2 separate regions of the Sus scrofa genome follow, and region 2 is linked to region 1. The links are chromatin contacts, called in public HiChIP or PLAC-seq maps. All regions are on one chromosome and are shown on one strand. Each heading gives the region's core, a stretch centred on a gene start, on an enhancer-like site or on the middle of the called end of the contact. The rest is flanking DNA. Distances are from core to core; before and after follow the strand shown.

What was found. HiChIP or PLAC-seq counts read pairs in DNA pulled down with a chosen protein or histone mark.
Region 2: a contact with region 1 is called in an H3K27ac HiChIP or PLAC-seq map of alveolar macrophages. The contact joins the enhancer-like site here to the promoter of NAA25 in region 1. A contact is called at or near these places in 2 of 5 promoter capture datasets (fetal liver and liver), 7 of 47 Hi-C or Micro-C datasets (blood, brain, heart right ventricle and 2 more) and 2 of 2 datasets of contacts at active chromatin or transcription factors (alveolar macrophages and skeletal muscle).

Annotation. Positions count from the first base shown.
Region 1 is chr14:39,603,491-39,608,928 of Sscrofa11.1, reverse strand. It overlaps NAA25 (N-alpha-acetyltransferase 25, NatB auxiliary subunit), which reads right to left and starts at 2,130. Exons shown (of 24, transcript XM_021074209.1): 1 at 1,979-2,130. The coding sequence starts at 2,036.
Region 2 is chr14:39,516,514-39,521,951 of Sscrofa11.1, reverse strand. It overlaps HECTD4 (probable E3 ubiquitin-protein ligase HECTD4), which reads right to left. Exons shown (of 76, transcript XM_013990365.2): 62 at 4,076-4,283; 63 at 782-1,005; 64 at 532-683. Among named protein-coding and RNA genes, the nearest start is that of TRAFD1, 61 kb to the left of the region's middle. Within about 2 kb of position 3,346, at least 4 of the 83 cell types and tissues checked have an H3K27ac peak or open chromatin away from gene starts, as enhancers often do. A contact at or near this core is called in alveolar macrophages and retroperitoneal adipose tissue, where this site is marked.

The sequences.
Region 1 (5,438 bases), core at 881-3,380:
TTCAGAACCCCATAGCGCAAGAGAATCATTTTAGCAAAAGGATAATGAGTAATAAAGTTCTAGGAAGGTCAAGGTGGTTTTCAAAAATCAAAAGTAAATACCTGGAGTTCCTATTGCGGCTCAGCGGAAACAAATCCAACTAGTATCCATGAGGATGCAGGTTCAATCCCTGCCCTTGCTCAGTGGGTTAAGGATCTGGCATTGCTGTGAGCTGTGGTGTAGGTCACAGATGCAGCTCGGATCTGGCATTACTGTGGCTGTGGGGTAGGCCAGCAGCTGCAGCTCTGATTTGACCCCTAGCCTGGGAACCTCCATAGGCCACAGTGCAGCCCTAAAAGGCCAAAAAAAGAGAGAGAGAGAGAAGTCTACAGGCAGCTTTTGCAGACAGCTATATAATGAGCCACAAATTGTAAACCCTGGATTCAGTTCCTACTCTCGGTCATCCTTGCATATGTCATCTCTGCCCTTTGAAAATATTTACTGGAGGCATGAGAATACACAGTCCTGGGAAAATGGAAATCTACCACTCACCACCTATGTGACCTTTGGTAAGCCAGTGTTTTCAGCTCAAAGTGAGGTGATTTCTAGCACAGTGGTTAAAAGAGTAAGTCTGGGACAGTCCACAAGGGTTCAGATCCTAGCTTCGTGTTAGCTGAGTGACCACAGACAAATTACACATCAATAAAGCCCCAGTTTCCTCATCTGTGGAAAGAAAGGGAGGGGGTTGTAAAAACTACCTATCTCAGGAGTATGTGTGAAAATTAAATGATAAATATAAAAGGCTGAGGACAGTGACTGACATAATTAACAGTCTATATATATTAGCTATTATTATTTTTACCCACCTCACAAAGCTGTTGCTAGAATCAAATGAGATGTGAGTAAAGTATCATACAAATTACAAAAAGTAGCAATTGTACCAGAAATATATAGTTACCCCCTTCCAAAAAAAAAAAGTTAAGTGATCTCAGCCCTGCGGAGAAACCTCCATTTAGTAACATCCACACTATAAACATGAGACCTAATTTTGCGAAAAACCACTGACCTTGAAGCCTTCCTTCATCAAGAAGTGACACAGACCAAGACCATACAACCATCTAACAGGAACCACTATCCAATTACAGAACACCTCGGTAATTGAAGAGATGTTTCTGTGACTCAAATATGTGATTTTTCACAATAAGTGTAGCAGAACGATATCAAGGTCTTAAAACCTGAGGATTGGGCTAAGCGTTACAAAGGGGGATCCACTCAGCACACAGAAGGCAAGCTGCAGAAAGCCAGAAAAGCTACAGAAAGGAAAGGCCCTGCACGCCCCTCCAAACTATCACAATCTTCCCATCGCTATTTTGGGCCCAAGACCACCACCCCCCCGCCCCCGCCTCCCACGTGTACCCTGAGCAGCTGTTCCTCCACCAAAGAGCTTTCGATGGGGAGCCTCAAATCTGGGCCTGTTCCTGACTCGATTCGGGTGACCTTGCGTCAGCTCCTTCCTCTCTCAGAACCTCAGTTTCTCTCTGTTCACCAAGCACTGTTGGTCAGACAACATTTTAGGCCCAGTTTCCATAAGTAAAAAGTCTTCAGTGGGGGTTTTCCCTCAAGTAGGGTGTTTCAGCCCTGTACCGGAGCTAGCTTCCACCTGCGGGCAGATCTTGGGTGTCCCTTGGCGTGGCCCCAACAACGCGACCTGCGAGCAGAGCAGATCTCTACCAGAGGAAATGTCTTACAAAGCCTGCCTGTCGGGCCAGCTCTGCCGACCTGCCGCTGCCCTAACAGCGCAGCTGCCACCTCAGGGCTCTGGAAGGCCAGGCCGGCGCTTCCGCGAGGCCCGTGACTGAGGCCTAGAGGCCCGCGCGGCCGACCCCCTGTGCTCGCCAGCCCTGCTCCTGGCCACTCAGCGACCCTCCTGGGCCTTTACCCTGGCCCCGGCGGCCCTCGGCGTATCCGGCTGGCGACTAGACTGGCCCCAGGCACTCACCGTAAATGGGCCGGAGGCGCCTGTCGTTAGGGTCCTGCACATGGCCCCGCGTCGCCATGATGACAAGCGCAGAACAGCAGTGCGCACGCGCAGGGCAGGCCCCCGGGAAGGGGCCGTTAAAGGGCCAGCGCCGATCTCGCTCGTCTATCGCGATGGTCGCGGGGTTGCGATTGAACGCGCCTGCGCGGAAAGGGACAACACTTACACCGCACCCCTCCCACAGACTATTGCCACTTTGAGGGATACGTCTCCCCTTTGCTGATGGAATCAGTCTAGCTGATAGAGGCGGCCGTTGCTATTAAAATCCCGTCCGAGTCACTTACGGGAGAGTGAAGAAAGGAGAGAAACTCTTGGTCAGAGTTAGGGCTCTGCTGCTCCAGTTTATCTTATTTCTCATCTGTGCTGAAGGACCAGTTAGACTTGTCTTTGATTAATTGTTGAGGAACTGGGACCTCCTCTGGGAGGGTGACCCAGGAGAGAGTAGGGGAAAGGGGTGCTGACCAACAGTAGAAATCTGCCAGAAATGTTCGAGATCCCTTCATCTCTCTCCTGGTGCTCAGCCAACTAAGAAGCACCCTAGATTTATAGTAATCCAGTGGATTTGTCAACTATACCGCAATAAAACTGAAGGAAAAAAGTAATTCAGTTAGTATGTGCAGTTAGTGTTGCAAGCTCTAAATGAATTATTTCATTAATACTCATAACAACCCTAGTATCTCCTTAGAAGGTAGATACTATCCTCTTTTCTACTGGTGGGTTTATTCATACCCAATATAATTATCCAGTGCCTATTATGCCGCTGTTTCTGTTTCGAATTTAGGCAGAGAAGATACATTGTAAATAAATCAGAGCTTTCCTGGGGCCTTCCTTGCTGGGAGGGAGATCATCAAATAAGTATGTCAGTATATTAGGTGATAATAAATGAAACTGAGAAAAGGAGAACAGGGACGGGGGGCAATTTTATATAGTGTGGTTAGAAAAAGCGACAATTGTCAGAAAAGTTAAATAAAGTGGGAGATGGGAGTTCTCTTGTGGCACAGCAGGTTAAAAATCCAGCATTGCCATGGCTGTGGCGTGGGTTTGATCCCTGACCTGGGAACTTCCACATGCCTGGGTCGAGGTGAAAGAAAAAAACCAAAAAACTGTCAAGGTCATGAAAAATAAGGAAACTATGAGAAACCATAATAGTCCAATGAAACACGATAACCAAAGGTAATGTGATATCCTGGTTGGGATCCTGAGACAGAAAAAAAAAGGGCATTAGTGGAGAAACAGAAGAAATGCAAATAAAATCTAGAATTTAGTTAATAGTATTATGCTAATGTTGGTTTCTCATTTTGACGAATGTAAATTACATGGTAATGTAAGATGTTAACATTAAGGTTAACTGGTTGAAGAGTAGTAAAAACTTTACCCTCTTTTCAGCCTTTCTGTTAAGTCTAAAACCATTCCAAAGTAATAGATTTTTAATACATTTTTAATAATGGGGGGTATTTTTTAACTACATGCACTAGAAACTCTCATCCCAACTCTGTCCTGGGGCAAGCTAAAGAGGAAGAAAAAAAATTCCAGAAGCAAGTGCACAGAGAAATTCTTGTTGAAAATGGTTGGGAGTGGTGGTGGAGGGGAAGGGGGGGGGGTCCCTCCAATAAATATACAATATGCGATCCCCATGGAAAAATCATTTCTTTTTGTGTGTGTGTGTCTTTTTAGGGCCAAACTCTTGGCATATGGAGGTTCCCAGGCTAGGGGTCAAATCAGAGCTACAGGTGCCAGCCTATGCTGCAGCAATACAGGATCCGAGCCACATCTGTGACCTAGGCCACAACTCACACCAACACCAGATTCTTAACCCACTGAGTGAGGCCAGGGATTGAACCTGAGTCCTCATGGATACTAGTCAAATTCGTTTCCCCTGAACCATGATGGGAACTCCCTAGACCTGCTGATTATTAAGCACTCCCCCAGACCCGGTGAATCTATCACTCTAAGAGTGGGCACAGCAATCTGTATCTTTGCAAATCCTCTTGTGATTTAGATTCAGACAAAAGTTTCATTCTTCTCCTTTAGGTTAGAAGTGGACAAATTATGACCCATAGGCCATATCTAGCTGACTACTGTTTTTGTACAGCCATGAGCCAAGAATGATTTTTACTTTTTTAAAATGTAATAAAATAATCAAAAGAAGAATCAAAATAATCAAAAGAAAAATATTTCACAATATGTTAAAGGTATGTAAAGTTCAAAGGCCAGGGTTCATAAATAAAATTTTAGTGGGTTAAGGATCCGGTGTTGCCATGAGCTGTGGTGTAAGTCACAGACGCAGCTCGGATCTTGCATTTCTGTGGCTGTGGCATAGGTCGGCAGCTACAGATCCAATTCAGCCCCTAGCCTGGGAACCTCCTTATGCCAGTTTCAGCCCTAAAAAAAAAAAAAAAAAAAAAAAGACAAATAGTAAATAAATAAAAAAAATTTTCTAGAACACAGCTATGCCCATTTATGCATGGTCGGTGGCTGTTTTGGTGCTACAGGAGCAAAACTGAGTAGTTGCAACAGAGACCATATGGCCCATAAAGTTAAGATATTCACCATATGGGACTTTACAGAAAAAAATTTGCCAACATCTGCTCTAGAATAATGGAAGGCATTTTTTTTTTAACTTTTTAAGACCGCACCTGTGAGATATAGAAGTTCCTAGGCCAGGGGTTGAATCAAAGCTGTAGCTGCCAGCCTATGCCACAGCCACAGCCACACCAGAACCTACACCGCAGCTTGTGGCAATGCCAGATCCTTAAACCATGAGCAAGTCCACATCCTCAATGAGATTCCACATCCTCATGGATATTAGTTGAGTTCTTAACCCATTGAGCCACAACAGGAACTCCAATGGAAGGCATTTCAATATTCCCAGGGTAGAGAGTTCCCTCCATGGAGCAGTGGGTTAAGAATCCAAATACAGCAGCTTGGGTTGCTGCAGGGAAGCGGGTTTAATTCCTTGCCTGGTGCAGAGGGTTAAAGGATCTGGCATTGTCACTGCAGTGGCTCAGGTTCATTCCGTGGCCCAGGAACTTCCATATGCCCCAGGTGTGGTCATAAAATTAAAAAAAAAGATTACTCCCAGGGTAGACTTGTCAGGTAAAGTACGGTGTAATTTCTGGGGCATACTTACACTAAAACAATATTCACTGTTTATCGGAGCATTTAACCAGGTGTCCTATATTTTTTAAATTGAGGTAAAGATGATTTATAATATATTAGTTTCAGGTGTCCTGTATTTTTATTTGCTAAGCTTGGCTACCCTAGCCCAAGGAGAATGCCATACTCCCCAAATCATTTTAAGCAGCAAGGATGAAGGTCAGGAGCCTCCAGTAAGTTGACCCCAGGCTTGCTCTCAGGTAATGTGGCCTGGTAGGAATGGGCTGAGGTTGGACTTGGAAAGGAGAGAGGAAGGGCAAGGGTG
Region 2 (5,438 bases), core at 2,097-4,596, 88 kb after region 1:
CAGCCTCAGGGAGGGGACTCGGGAGGCTTAAGGATGGCGAGGAAGAGCAGTGGCTTTTCCCTGGATATGCTTTTGAATATTCTACTATTTTAGCCATTTAAAATGTAAGAAAATAATACATATGCACAAACAAAATGTTATGTACTTAAAAGTTTAATGGAGTTGCCATGTGTGGGGCAATTCTGTTTTCTTCACTGTATATATATATGTACTTCACAGTCTTTCCACAACAACTACACATTATGAGTGTGGGTCAAAGAAGTTAGACTTTTAAAAAACTTCTGTACACTTCAGATTTTTTATTAATTCAGACCGGTCTGCTTTCTAGTCTGCACCATCCAGATTTTATTACTCTTGTGTATAAAATGGAACATTCTCTTCCGGTTGAGGAAGCCAAGGATGGAAAGGACCCGGGCAGCAGAGCAGAGCAGAGCAGGGATGTCCGTCTCCCCAGAGGTGCCAACAGCCTCCCAGGAATGCTAGGAGGTGCCCATGGCCCCTGCCCGCACCCCCTTCCGAGCCATGGCCCACCTGACGCTGTTGAGCACAGCCTTGTCCTTGGCAGGCGGCTTGGTGATGGGCCGCTTGGTGCTCACCACCTTCCCTGGGTGCTGCTCCTTCCCAGCCTTGCTGTACTTGCTCTTGTCGAACTTGGGCTTCGGCACGCCGTACTTCCTCAGGATCTGCGGAGCACCAGAGTGGGGGTAGGGGGAGGAAGCTCAGGCTCAGCCTGGGGTGCACCCGAGGCCCAGCGCAGGCAAGGCAGGGATGGGGTGGCTACCTGGGTGAGCTGGTCCTCCAGCACCTTTTTAGGGGGCCGGACATTGGTGAAGAAGAGGTGGAGGAGGTTGCCTGGTGTCTGGGAGTTGATCTGCTCTTTGCTAAGATAAATGTCAGACACTTTGATGGGCTTTGCTGGCGTCAGGCTCAGCATCTGCTCTGAGTGGGCGCAGCTCTTAAATATCTCCGTCAGCACCTCTCTGGCCCCGGGCACCAGCTTCTCACCTTTACAGAATGGAGGGAGGGCAAACAATTCTGCTGTGAACCTGCTACATCAGGATGAGCCTGCAGCATGATTTATTTTTTATCAACCATTCTGTTTTTGAACATGAGTAATGGGTGGTTAATGGCAATGATGAGCTGTTTACCCGGTTTCCCCTTTCTGGACGCACACCTGTTACTCACCCAGCCTCCTCTGCTGTGAGGTGTGGCCCCGTGATGTGGCTCACGGGCCCCTCCTGGGCCAGTCTGCTCTCTTCTGTGCTGGACCCCTCCACTGGCTGCGTGGAGATGACAAGCCCCGAGGAATGGCAGACCTCAGGGCTCATCCGGGACTCTTACATGTGCAAGAAATAAACTTGCACTGGGTTTGAGCCACCATACTGTAGGGTCTCTTTATTATGGAGGCTGAACCTCCCTTAACTTCAGCAACCTGTGACGGACAGTCCCCAAGGAACAAGAGGACATAGAGGCTTCAATCTGCTTCAGTGCCAAGTACAAGTTGTTCGACAAGTTAGTACTAGAGGACCCACTTCAAAACTGGCACAACCAGCAGGTGGAAAAAAAAGTTCTCTTAGATACTAGAAAACTGTCCATGAGCGTGAGAAAAAAAAGATGTATTTTTTTAGTTCCCAAACAAGTGCTCCAGAAGGCGCTCTCAGCTGTCCTATAGGGCCAGTCAGGGCCCATCTGTAGGTTCCACTTGGCCAAGGTCCCCCCCTCCCCCGCCCCCCACACCCCTGGGAGACAGCCTGACTTCCTCTTCAGGCCCTCACCTCACCTTGCTCCTCAGCCTCGCTCTCTGGGGCTTGATGCTCCAGAGCCCCATCTAGCTCAGGCCAGGCTTGGGGAACCAGATGGCCTCCCGGGCATCTGGGCTGAGGGTGAGAAGACAGATGGGTGGAAGATAGATCCTCAACTCAAAGAATCTCAAGCGAAATGCCTGTGGCTGTTAACATGGCAAAGATGTTATCAAAAGACTGAGTACCTTATGTGGAAGCCTTGACTGTAACATAATCAGGAACTAGAACTAAAGGCAGATTACAGCATGAAGGGACCGGGGAAGCATTCATTAGGGCAGAAAAAGACTTCAGGGTCCCCACAGATGCTAACGAGCCACCGCCACGTGCGCAGCTAAGAGCTAAAGGGGCCAAATACTCTCTGATAAAGGAGCTTATCAGAAACCAGGGTAAGGAGAGTGAGGCAGCCTCTCAGGTGCTCAAAATTAATACAAAATACCCATGATGAGGAGTTCTCACTGTGGCGCAACAGGATTGGCGGCGTCTCTGCAGCGCCAGGTTGCAACTTTTATCCCTGGCCCGGGAACTCCATATGCCTCGGGGTGCCCAAAAAGGAAACCCCCCCCCCCAACCAAAACCACAACTACGATGAGCAGAATATTAAAAGTACTGTGCTGAGGAGCTCCCATCCTGGCTCAGTGGAAATGACTCTGACTAGCATCCAAGAGGACACAGATTCTATCCCTGGTCTTGCTCAGTGGGTTAAGGAACTGTGCTGCCCTGAACTGTGGTGTAGGTTGCAGACTCGGCTTGGATCCAGCATTGCTATGGCTGTGGCGTAGGCCAGCAGCTACAGCTCTAATTCGACCCCTAGCCTGGGAACCTCCATGTGCCGTGGGTGCAGCCCTAAAAAGACAAAAAAAAGAAGTACTGTGCTGAGCCATATTAAAGCCTGATGCAAAAGGAAAAAAATCAGTAATACTGATCCTGTCTTTATTTAAGATTTTAATAGTTTGTTCACCATGGCTATTTTGCATTAATTTGATTTTCATAAATACTGTACTCAAATATTATTTATCTCGATTACTGAGTTTTTTTGGAGCCCCGTTAAATTTTGTGGCCTCACTTACCTCAGTTTGGTCCCAGGCCTGAGGGGACATTTCAAAATTTCATGACTGGGGGATAATAATTCGAAACAACAACAAAACCCACTGAATATTACATTTCTGTCCTCAAAAAACATAAAACAAAATGAACTCAACTCTTATTATGAAATTTCAAACAGTATTAAGTATTTAGAAAAAAGGATATAAATTAAAAATTTTGAGACTGATACAAAATAAAAATGACAATGCAAAGAACTGTAAGTTATATTAAAAAAAAAAAAAAGAAAAGAAAACTTGCTTCCACTTCTGAAGTGAAGCTGGGGGTGAGCTCTTGGCTTCAGGATCTGCCAGACCCAGCTCTGAGGGGCCTCAATGGATCCTGGGCCTGGGGGAACAATGACAGCAGGGAAGCCGGACAGGGCCTCTCCACAGAGGAGCCACGAGAGTGACAAAGTGGGGCTTTGTGAAAAAGGAAGTGGAACTGTTTCTTTCCCAAGAATTTGTTTTAAAGGGTGAGGCATTAGCTGTCCTCAAGCATGTGACTAAATGGTTACCAGCAATGTACTTGGGACATGCTGGCTCCAGAAGCAGAACAAAATAAATAATACGCTTGAACAAGGGGACACCTGACTAGACAAAAAGACGAAAATGACTTGAATGCAAGCCCATGCTCAAGGCTGACGCAGGCTGTGGCACAGCCATTCCTGGTGGTCTCCTGGCTGGCTGAAAATAGCAGGCTTGCGGCAGGGCCTGCCCCACAGGCCTTCAGAGCCCACACAGCTCTCCTGGGAGAGGGCAGGGTTGGGCTCTTTACCTAACCCCCTGAATCATGTCTCAAATCTGTGACATGCCCAGAGCTCCCCTGTAGAGTGAGATGTTAAAAACAGGGAAAATCGGGCATGGACGGGGTATAACTTCTGCTAGGTTTTTCTTCCCCCTGATTTTTATGGCCATACCTGCAGTATATGGAAGTTCCCAGGCTATGGGTTGAATCGGAGCTGTAGCCACAGCCACACCAAATCTGAACTGCGTCTGTGACTTACACCACAGCTCATGGCAACGCTGGAACCTTAACCCACTGAACAAGGCCAAGGATTGAACCAGGATCCATGAATACTAGTCAGATTCTTAACCCGCTGAGCTACAATAGGAACACCATCATTTTTTTTTTCTATAAATTTAAATCTTCTCAAAAAAAATCTCTTAATTAAAAAAAAATCTATAACCCACCTTTAATTGACTTATCATTGAAATAATCTTCTAACCCTGGGCTCCCCTGTGTATCAAACAAACTCTGATTTACTACAGACACAGTGAGGATCTCTTCCGTTGACATTTCCATCAGTTCGTCTTCACCATCCAAACTTGACAAACCAATCAAGTCATTATTGTTAAATAAACTTGCTCGAATTTTCTCGATTTTGGCTCGGGATCTTATCTGTGTGAACAAAGAAAAGGGTCAGGACTTGAGGGGAGAGACCAGTGATGCAACAAGTACAACCTTTCTTCCCTTCCTGCCCATTTGGGAAACCCTCTAGCATTGTGAGTGTGGCCTCCCTGGTCAAGTCCCTCTCATGTGCCAAGAGCGGTAACTTGCAGGAGAGCAACCCCACTGGACATCTCTGTCACTAAACCCTGGCCAGGTTTGAGGTTTTACCCAAATGCCCAGGAAGTAAAGCCCATGCTTGGCTCCAAGAAAATCCCCAGACAGAAGGTGAACAGATAAGTGATTCTATAGAGGGAGGCCAACCACCGGATGCTTGAGCTCTTTTTTCAGAGCACGGGGGTGGAGAGCAAGGCGGTGTGGAGCTCTCTTCTAGTGCCCTCCTCCCCACTTCCATTAAGGGGGAGGATCTTTTAAAAAAATTTTTTTTAATTTAGTTTATTTACAATGTTCTGTCAATTTCTGCTGTACATCAAAGTGATTCAGTCATACATATACATACATACCTTTTCTCATATTATCTTCCATCATGGTCCATCCCAGGAGACTGGATAGAGTCCCCTGTGCTGTACAGCTGGATCTCATTGCTTATCCATTTTAAATGGAATAGTTTGCATCTACTACCCCACACTCCCAGTCCATCCCACCCCCTGGGAGGATGGTTTTTACTCCCTGCCTGACTCCCATTACACAGGGTACAGGAAGACACAGGATGCAGGATTTCTAAACAAGGAGGCCCAAGAAACACATGGGATTTTGGAGAGAAAATGTAACCTGGCAACATGCACGTCATCTGAAACTCAGAGAATGGCAGGCCAGTTCTCATACTGCTCAGTGATGGTCCCTCCTGCCAATGGCAATGGTTAAAACAAGCCAAGGCCACTTAACAAGATGCTGCTGGGGCTTGAGCTGGCAAGCACTCAATAAAGCCACCCATCAGGCAAGGTCAGCTCCTGGAGCGCTTCTGGCTGCCTCCCTCCCTCCCATGCTCAGCAACCAACTGTATCACTTCCTGACCTCAGAATTGCCATCATGCTCAGAGAAGGGACCTCAAACACAGATCATCAATATGATAAATCACTGCTGTTTCCAAGAGCTGCCTCAGGGAGGCCCCAGAGTGCCCCCAACATCACCTATTAGTTGGTCCCC